2 separate regions of the Gossypium hirsutum genome follow, and region 2 is linked to region 1. Evidence: chromatin contacts called from public Hi-C data. All regions are on one chromosome and are shown on one strand. The core of a region is the stretch at or near the end of the contact, and the rest is flanking DNA. Distances in the headings are between cores, read along the strand shown.

The links. A called contact is a pair of places that touch in the nucleus more often than the background predicts.
Region 2: a Hi-C map of leaf shows a contact between it and region 1, with 3 times the contacts expected there. The contact joins the promoter of LOC107962161 here to the promoter of LOC107962163 in region 1. A contact is called at or near these places in 4 of 34 Hi-C or Micro-C datasets (hypocotyl and leaf).

Annotation. Positions count from the first base shown.
Region 1 is chrA06:95,327,198-95,332,087 of Gossypium_hirsutum_v2.1, reverse strand. LOC107962163 (subtilisin-like protease SBT5.6) reads left to right here and starts at 2,823. Exons shown (of 9, transcript XM_016898428.2): 1 at 2,823-3,028; 2 at 3,145-3,340; 3 at 3,431-3,619; 4 at 3,815-3,926. The coding sequence starts at 2,957. It overlaps LOC107963465 (a long non-coding RNA gene), which reads left to right. Exons shown (of 2, transcript XR_001701927.2): 1 at 1-161; 2 at 422-658.
Region 2 is chrA06:95,511,583-95,516,276 of Gossypium_hirsutum_v2.1, reverse strand. It overlaps LOC107962161 (integrin-linked protein kinase 1), which reads right to left and starts at 1,735. Exons shown (of 12, transcript XM_016898423.2): 1 at 1,186-1,735; 2 at 1,029-1,103; 3 at 847-942. The coding sequence starts at 1,506.

The DNA of each region.
Region 1 (4,890 bases), core at 1,574-4,073:
CATTTCAGTTTTGCTTTAGGAAAACCTAAATTTCAAGACCCCCCATATCAACCACACATGCCACACCCCCAAATGGAGAATAGAGGCGATCCCGACTCCCTCCTGGGCCCGATCTCAACGACGGAGGAAACTCCGACGACCACGTGACCACCGGAAGTCAGGTAAACTCCCTCTTTTTTTAACTTTAGTTTCGTATAAATCAAAAAAAAAATCTAAAGGAAGAAAAAAAATGGTAGAGAAATAAAACAAAATGACACAAAAAGTAAAACCACAGTAAAATCACCTTGATTTCTTTTTTTAAAATCTGCTTTACTTTGATTTTTCTGCTTATCTTCTTTGAAAAACAAAAAAAAGGTCCCTTCTACAATACATTTCTAAGGCATTTATAGCCGACTTCACAACCTATTTCACTTGTTTGCAGGTTCATGGGCGTGTACGTCTCCTACGTGGAGGTGGAGTGACGCACGGTGCGAGATTCGCGCGATGTACGGAACCTGGGGACTGCTTCGGTTGCAAACAGCAACACCTTTGCTTGCTGAAATTTGTTTATGCCTTGGGCCTTGTAGTTTGGGTTTGTTTTTTATTTAGTTTTGTATATGTGTGGGCCTGGGCATAAATTGCGCTTAACAATAATATTAGCAAATATTTTTTTATCAAATTAATCCTAAAATCAGAATTAAACATTAAAATGTTAACAACATCACCTTTGATTGGGACAGCAGGGCCCTACACCCACAAAATATTATTTTAGTCCTTTAATTTTTAAAAATATAAGTTATTTTAATAGTAAAATTATACTTCATCTCACAAATCCCTTTAAAAGTTCTATAAATAACAAGCATATAAATTGTACTTTTACCAATTTAAAATTTTATAATTTAACTTTGGTCCCTCTAAATTAAAGTTTTTGCTTTGTCCCTTTTGGGTACTAAAATATATAATTTTATCAAATATAAATATCATGTTAAATAAAAAAATATCAAAAATATTATATTAAAATAAAATGTCAAACTTAAACACGAAATAATATATTAAGAAATAATATATATTTTTTATTTTCCATATTACACCCTAAAGACACATGAGTTGCAGTGGAGGCTTTCTTACCTTGAGATGATATAATATATATTTTTTTCAAATGGGTAATTATTTCGCACTCTACTAGTAAAATTTTTAAGGCTCTAAATAAGGTTAGAAAAGATGATATGTATCCCGTTTTCATACCTTCAATAGCATATTACCTTTTTTATTATGAGTAAGCAAAATTCAATTTAATTAATTTAAAATTTAATTTTTTAATTGAATCAAGTTATTAGAATTTTTTATTTTTTTGAATCAATTTGAATAAATAATTCGAGTTTTAAGTTCGAGTCGAGTTAAATTTTACAATTTGAATAACTCAAATAATTTGAATATAGATTGCTATAAATATCCTTTTAGTCCCTGTCAATTTTAAAAATGAGCAAATCGATCTCTCTATCAACAAAAATTTCAAAAAAAAAATTCAAAATAACTTTCGAATTTCAAAATATTTATAAAAATTCCAAAATTATATACATTTTAAAAAATTTCCAAAGAATATATAAAGAAAGTTAAAATTTTAAAAATTAAAATAATAATTTTGGGATGTAAATAAATTAATTAATGATTTAAGTTTATCATATTAAAAATATTTTTTTCTTCTTATTTTTCTTTGAAAAAGTTTTCAAATATATATATAGTTTCAAATTTATATCTTCTAACATGGAACTAGTTATATTAAAATAAGATTTTAATTTGGAATGTTTAATTTTTAATTTAACTCGAGTAATTTCACTCAATTTGATTTGGGTCGACTTGAATTTCATTTCACTGGACTCAATTAAAAAAAATTCAACTCGAGGTAGGATGATAAAATAAGACTCGTTAACTCAATTAACTCAAATTTTTTTACTCGATTTTATCAAATGTTTACCCCAACTTTTAACCCTGATTAAGAAAAGTAAAAACCTAGGCATAACGTTAAAAGGATGCTTTTATTAATTATTTAGTATATTACATTTTAATAAAAAATAAAAACTTTAAAGATAAAATAATTTAATTATAATTATTTTATCTATCATCAAATAAATATATTTAATAAAAACTCATGAGTTGACTGATGTACAACTAGAGTTTCGGATTTTATCACAAATCATATGGGTGTAAAAATTAAATCTTTAAATAAATTACGTAACTATTAATAATAATACTTTATATAATATATGGAATTAAAATTAAAAAGAATAGTTTAAATTGTGAGTAAAATTTTTTTAAATAAGTAACTACGTCATATTAAGAATATAATTTATCTCATCATATATAAATTTTATACTGATTTTATTAAAAATATAAAAAAAATAAAAGCACCGTTGTAAGAATATAACTTATTTCAAATTTGTAAGGACAATTTAATAAATTTTTTATTGGGTTGACCTTGGATTGACTTGTAACATAAGCTCAATCAGAGATTTAAATAATAGTATAAAAGATAAATATACAACCAATGTTGGTAAAACATTGAAATGTTTGTGAAATAATATTGAAATGCATAAAATATCAAAATAAAATTAATGACATGAGTTCAAATGTCAATATATGTAAATTTTATGCTGATTTTTTTAAAAAGCTAAAAAAAAATAAAAATATTATCATAACAATATTACTTATTTTAAATATGTAAAAATACCTTAGTAATTTTTAAAGGCATAATTATTTTTAATTAAAGATATACTTTTAACTTTTTTTCAATTAGAGATTCCCATATTTATCTGTAAATACAGTAAATGCTAAGAAGATTTTTCAAAACCATATAACAATCCATATATCATGTAAAGTGAAAGAGTTGTAATTATCAGTATACACAATTGATCAAGACGCTTATAAATATAACATTATCTCTCCATAGGATTGACAATACTCAGTGCCATTATTAGCCATGAAGAACACTCTCTTTTGTTTCCTTCTCTTGATTGTCGTTCCTATCTTGGCCTCATCTGTTGAGAAAAAAGTACTTTTTCTGTTTCTCGTAACTCTTCTATTATTTCTTCAACATCTTTCTGTAGTAAAGTTCTCTCTCGGAACTCTAATTTTCATGTAAAATATATATATTTATTGTCTATGTAGGTGTATATAGTTTACTTGGGGCTACACAACAATGGGGAGAAAGCTTTGCATGAGATTGAGAAAACCCATATCTCATACTTACTTTCAGTCAAAGAATCTGAAGAAGATGCTAAATCTTCCCTTCTTTACAGCTACAAACACAGCATCAATGGCTTTGCTGCAAAGCTTACACCAGATGAAGCCTCCAAGCTCTCTGGTGGGTGACTCATTAGCAACATATTTCTTCATCTCCATTTCTGAAATTAATACCTAATAATAATGCTTGGGTTTTCATTTTTCCTCACAGGAATGGATGGGCTTTTGTCAGTGTTTCCTTCACATGGAAAGCACTCAGTGCAGACAACAAGGTCATGGGAATTTGTTGGCTTAGATGAAGGAGATAGCTATTCATGGGAAAAGCTTAAGATGGGAGGAGAAGACTTATTGTCAAAAGCTAAACATGGCAAAAATGTCATTATTGGAGTGATGGATAGCGGTAAAAAAGTTTTGCAATTATAATTTAAAACTATATATGAATTCCAATGCCATCTTTTTAGATTACTCATGTGACTGTCTCAAGCATTATTGCTTTTGTTGTATTAAGACAACTGAGTAGCAAATAATTCATTTTTCTAAATGTATTATGTAATTATTGGATTGTTTTACTGTTTTGGGGGTCTCATCAATTTAGGTCTATGGCCGGAATCACCTAGCTTCAGTGACCAAGGAATGGATCCCACCCCAAAATCATGGAAAGGAATCTGCCAAGGAGGAGTCGCTTTTAACTCATCCAATTGTAACAAGTGAGTGAATTTTCCTTTGCTTTCTATTCCGCTATTCGGCTTGACTTGCCACTTCATGTATGGGTTCCAGCATTCATTCTTTATAATAATATTTATTATTTTAATATTCTAAAACCCTAAACATTCACATTTTAAATCCTAAAACTCTAAACTTTACCCTACATACTTAAAGCTAAATTTTAAATTTAATTAAAAACTATTTAAGGGCTCAAACGTGTGAGCATATGTTTTTCCTTAACTTTCATGGTATTTGTGTCCTATTAATCAAACCATATTTAGTAAAGGTTTGAGAAAAATTTCCCTTTCATCTAATTTACTTGTGATGAACTTTATATAATTTGTTGAATAGCATGCAAATTTTATTGCACACTGAGGGGTTTCTATTCTGCTTTTTCGAGGTTCGTTTCATGTGTCAAAATCTCGTGAAAACAATCTGAAAATGGTTCCTAATAAATCCAATAATCTTTGGGGAAAGGAGGGCCCTTTTCCATTTGGATTGATAGGACCAGCTAAGGTTCTTTGATTATTATCAAAGAGTCAATTCTATGATTACACCCCGTAGTTAATGAAAATTCCAGCTTTAGTCTTTACATTTTAATTTAATCAATATTTTTTAGAAGTGATTTGATTAATTTTAGTGTTTTATATTTTTTAAATTAATTAATTTTAATATTTTTTGAATTTTAAAATTTTTATTCTACTAAAAATAATAATTAAATTTATTGGATTAAATTCAATTAATAATTTTATACTAAACTATACAAATATTTATCCCTATCACATTCACGTGACTCTATACCTACCTTACACTACTGATAGAGTATCTTACATAAGCCCACCAAGAACCCCTTTTATATACACTTTCAAGGACATGAAAAAAGGGTCATTCTACCCTCTGCAACCAAGTTTCATGGGTGAACTGTCCTCAAGCTTCAAATCCAAATCTTGTATCAACATGTACTAT
Region 2 (4,694 bases), core at 486-2,985, 190 kb before region 1:
GAAGTTAAATTAGTTCTTGTAGGTGTATAATCTGGGCAATGTCAGAGTCAGAGTGAAACCAGAGGGACATCTATTTAGAGGAAAGGCAGTTGCGAGTGCTGAGGTGAAATTTAGTGAAAGAGAAAATAGTCATTAAAAATACTAATATATTTGTAATAGACTATTTATTTTATAGATATTCCGACACTATTTAAATATAAATTCTTGAAATTTCTATTATCTACTTTTTTTATACAAAGCCTAAAACTATGCATAATCCCTTTCCAACCCTGAGGATAAGCACATTTGAACACACATCCTCCTACACCGGCAACAATACCGATGCCAACTGAGCTAAGACTTGGTCAGCATTTCTATTATCTACTTATGTATTCACTTATAACATAAATTAATTTATCATTTTAAATGAAAAAAATAATTAAAAACCTTTAAATGAAACAAAATAGAAAATTCGAAATAGCCAAGTGTTGAAAATTTAAAGAACGAAAGCAAGGGTGAAAATGGCAAGGGGAGTGCGATTGGAGGGAATTCTCCACCAGACCCAAAAGGGTCCACTGTCCAGTGAAATTGCAGTATGTTAGAATGGTCTCCACCGTGCTGCCCTTGTAATCAGAACAACAATTCGGGGCGATGGAAGATCAATTACGCCGTACCGGGCGCCAAGTTAAACGTACACTGAGAAACAGATCCAAACCAAAATTGTTCTTCTTATGAATGCAAATGTAACCACTATTAGCAAGTCCCCAGGTCTTGATGAATTTCCCAATAAAAGTCGTCCTTTACATAACTATGATTTAAACAATTATGAAACCATGATCAGCAACATATAATAAAATAAGAGATTACCTTTGTAATGTTGACGCTGTTAGTAAAATCAAGTTCTTTTGGATCAATCTCATATTCTGGAACTTCACGCGCGTGATTTACATGCATTGGAGCCATCTAAGACCAAAATTCAACAAGCAACATAAATAGAAAAATCAGCGAAGGAAAAAGATTTCCAAATAGAAAATTCAAAAGGAACTTACAAAAGGCTTAGCTCCATGTTTCTCCAGAAGCTTAATCACATCATGATTCTTATAATATACAGCATCTGCCAAAGGCTATTTAACCAAAACTATATATATTAGAGAGAAAAAAATATAAAAAGAGCAAAACAGGAGGCAATTTTGGTTTTTTGCTTACAGTGCTTCCCCATCGATCTGTAGATTCGACGTCAGCGCCGCGCTGAAGGAGCAAGGAAACGACATCGGTCTGTCCTTGACAAGCTGCAATATGGAGAGCCGTCCGATCATCGATGTCGCGGAAATTAACATTGATCCCCGAGTCCAAGAGCTCGCGAATGCCGTCCAAATCACCTTCGTTGGCCAAGTACATCAACCTAAGTCCTTCATCTATCTCCTCTCCTTCCTCGTTCTCTTTCCCATCGGCTTCGCCTCTGTCTCTCTCCGGCGCCATCGACGATTGCTTCCCTAATGTAAACCTCACCGCCGCTTTGTTTTCCATCACTTAAAAAGAACAAGAGAATCAAAGAAAAGATAGCTACTTCTCTTCGTAAATCCAAAATAAAGTATGATCTTCAATTTGATTAACGCTTAATTAGAGAAGAATTAAACAGAACTGGGACCTGACGTGTAGATTTTTACAATGAAAGTAGATTGAGAGATTTTGGGGAGGTTTTATAAAGAGAGTTCAAACCAAAAAAAAAGGAAAAGAAATGAAAGCTGGAAAGAAGTCGCTGAAGTTTCAGTATTGGTTAAGGTAACGTATTTTCCTAAGGGGCTGTGGTATCCACGCGCTGTAGATGCGTGAGAGTAATTTTGGCGACGTAGCGGTGGATAGGAGATAGTTGACGAACTTATGACGGGAAGTTAACGCGCTCCGTTAAGCGGAACAATAACAAAACGAAATGGGAAAACGACGACTTTATACTTTATTAGATATTTGCGGAAAGGGGTAAAGATTCACCGCTAATACATGATCAGACAGTTTTAGTGCAGATAGCCGTGTGGAGAGGGACCACATATTTTAACAAAAAAATAATTGCACCTGTACATCTCACATCAAATGTCTCAATTGAATTTTTAAATGAATATTATTTCAATCAAATTTTGGTTTTTTTACCTAACTGACCCAAAATAATTAATTTATTTATGAAAATAATCTAAATCTAAAATTATATGAGTAAATGATGCATTTTTCATCGTGATCATCGATGTACTGGATTAGCTAATCATCGATTTTTTTTAAAAATATTTTTTTAAATGTTGTTATTATGTCATGTGACACTAATACATATTTTTTAAATATTTGTCAAAAATATTGGTATTTAAATAGAAAAAAATTATTTTTAATTGGACACCTATTAAATTTCTAAAAAAATATATTTTTAGGTGTCATCATCATGTTAGACGACACCAGTGATTTTTTTTAAAAAAACATTATAGAAAAAGTAGTTTAAAGTTTTGGTTATTGTTTTAGAATATTTAGAGCCGGCTACTAGGAGATCAGAACTGTAGAAGTCAACGAGAAAGAGAAAATCTCTTCTTTGGTGTCAAAATTAACATGAAAGGCCATCATAATTGGAGACATCAGTGGTTATTAAATACGAAGACTAAGATTTTCAATTGAGGAAAAAAAAGAAAAATAAAAAAAAAAACAAAAAAGACAACTTAGTACATAAAAAAAAAGAGACTCTTGAATGGGAAAAAAAATTAGAGAATCAAATATGGGAAAAAAAATATAATAATATATATTGAAAATAGAGATATAAAAGGGAATTTAATATTTTATGGAAAATACCCATCTCTACTTTTCATATATGTTATTCTCTTTCATTTCTCATATTTAATTATTTTTATTTTTCATATATGTTATTCTTTTTATTTTCCCATATTTGATTTTCTCTTTGGTATCTCTATTTTGCATATTTGTTATTCTCTTTTCTTTTCATATTTGATTCTCTATTTTTCATATATATATATATATTAGTATATTTCTTTTGTCATAATTCTTGTTTTCTATAAAATATTCAATTCCTTTTTATATATTTATTTTACATATTTGTTATTCTCTTTTTTTTTCATATTTGTCTTTCTCTTTCTCATTCCTTTATATTTCTCTCATATCTCTTTATTTCTCACTCTCATCCCATCTAAGATTATTTTTTTTAAATAATATTTCATCCACTAATGGTGGCGTAGACAAGTCAAAAAAACAAAAACTGCCTATGAAGCAAGCATCGGTCACAGGCTTCTCCTTTTTCTTTTTTTTTCTATTTCAATTGTTTCTTTTCAACTTTTTTTTCCATTTCACTTTTTTTTTTAATTCCCACCGATGCTTCCTGACAAACTAACGGTACCTATTAAAAAATATTTTTTTCTCTCCTTAAATACTCGTATTTTTTCAGATATTTTAAAAAATATACATTTGTGTCGCCTAACATAATGGCGGCATCCAAAAAAATTTTTTTTAAAAAAAGTGTAGCCCGCCGACCACTGTAAAAAACGAATCATTTAGGTACACAAAATTTTAACTTAAATAGTAAATAATTAATTTCTTTTAAGTTAATTGCCTAAAAAGCCTCATATTTTTCATTAGTCTACTGTGAGCTTTGGTTTTAAATGTTTATTTGTATTTCATTTTATTCTTTTTTCACACACGTATGAATTAAGAAACAGACGATATTTTAAGAATTCGATTGTACTGTTATAAATTTTAAGGACTTGTTTAAAATTTGGCTCATAATTTGAATACATCTAGTATAGTTAATCCAAAAAAGTTAATTGAACTACGTGGAACACTTATTTTGGTGATCTAAATTAGGTTTGATCGGAGTATACGGGACAATTGGTATGTGCTTAAACTATTCAGTTTAGCCGACGTTTGAAAGAGCCATCATCAAAAATGCAGATAAGGCAGAATTTAATGATGTTGGGAACAAATACAAATGGGTGGATATTGTATTTGTGTATATATATAATGCTTGGATCCGCAACGTGGAAATACATTTTTGTAAGGCAGAGTGGTATACTGTGAATTTTGGATGGTGTTCTGAATAAGTACTAACTACGTGTTATACCTTATGTAGTGGATTTTGTGAATTTTATAGTGTATCTTATGAATATGATCGTATATTTATAGAGAGCTGAACATATTTTTTTTAATGGAATTAATTATATTGTAAACTTAGGTTAGTTCACAAATTTTAACTTGGAGAACTTTGAAAAGGGATAATTCCGAGAGACATATTGAGATTCAAAGTAATTGATTATTAGTCGCTCTAACATGTCTCATCCTAGGACATCAAGTCACGTTACCGTCACTACCAAGAGTATCAAATCAAACTTCCACGTCAGCGATCTTAGGACACGTACCTAAGTTTGTTCCTCACTATAAAAAGGTCATGCAAACAAATTACGTGCGACACTTCTTAATCTCCAATTTTTTTCCCGAAAATAGAAATCTCTTCTAAACCTTCATCCTTCTCTCCTTTATTCTGCCTTCAACTTTTTATCTTGTTCACGTCACGAGTTAACAATTGGTGTGCTAAGCGTAGACTGATACGATGCATTTAGGTAGTAGTGATCCTCCTATCACTAAGTTTGATCATACTAATGATCAAGTTGCAAACCCCATTGGTCATAATGCTGGAGCAAATATGGAGCAGACAAGGAAATCAAACCAACACCCAT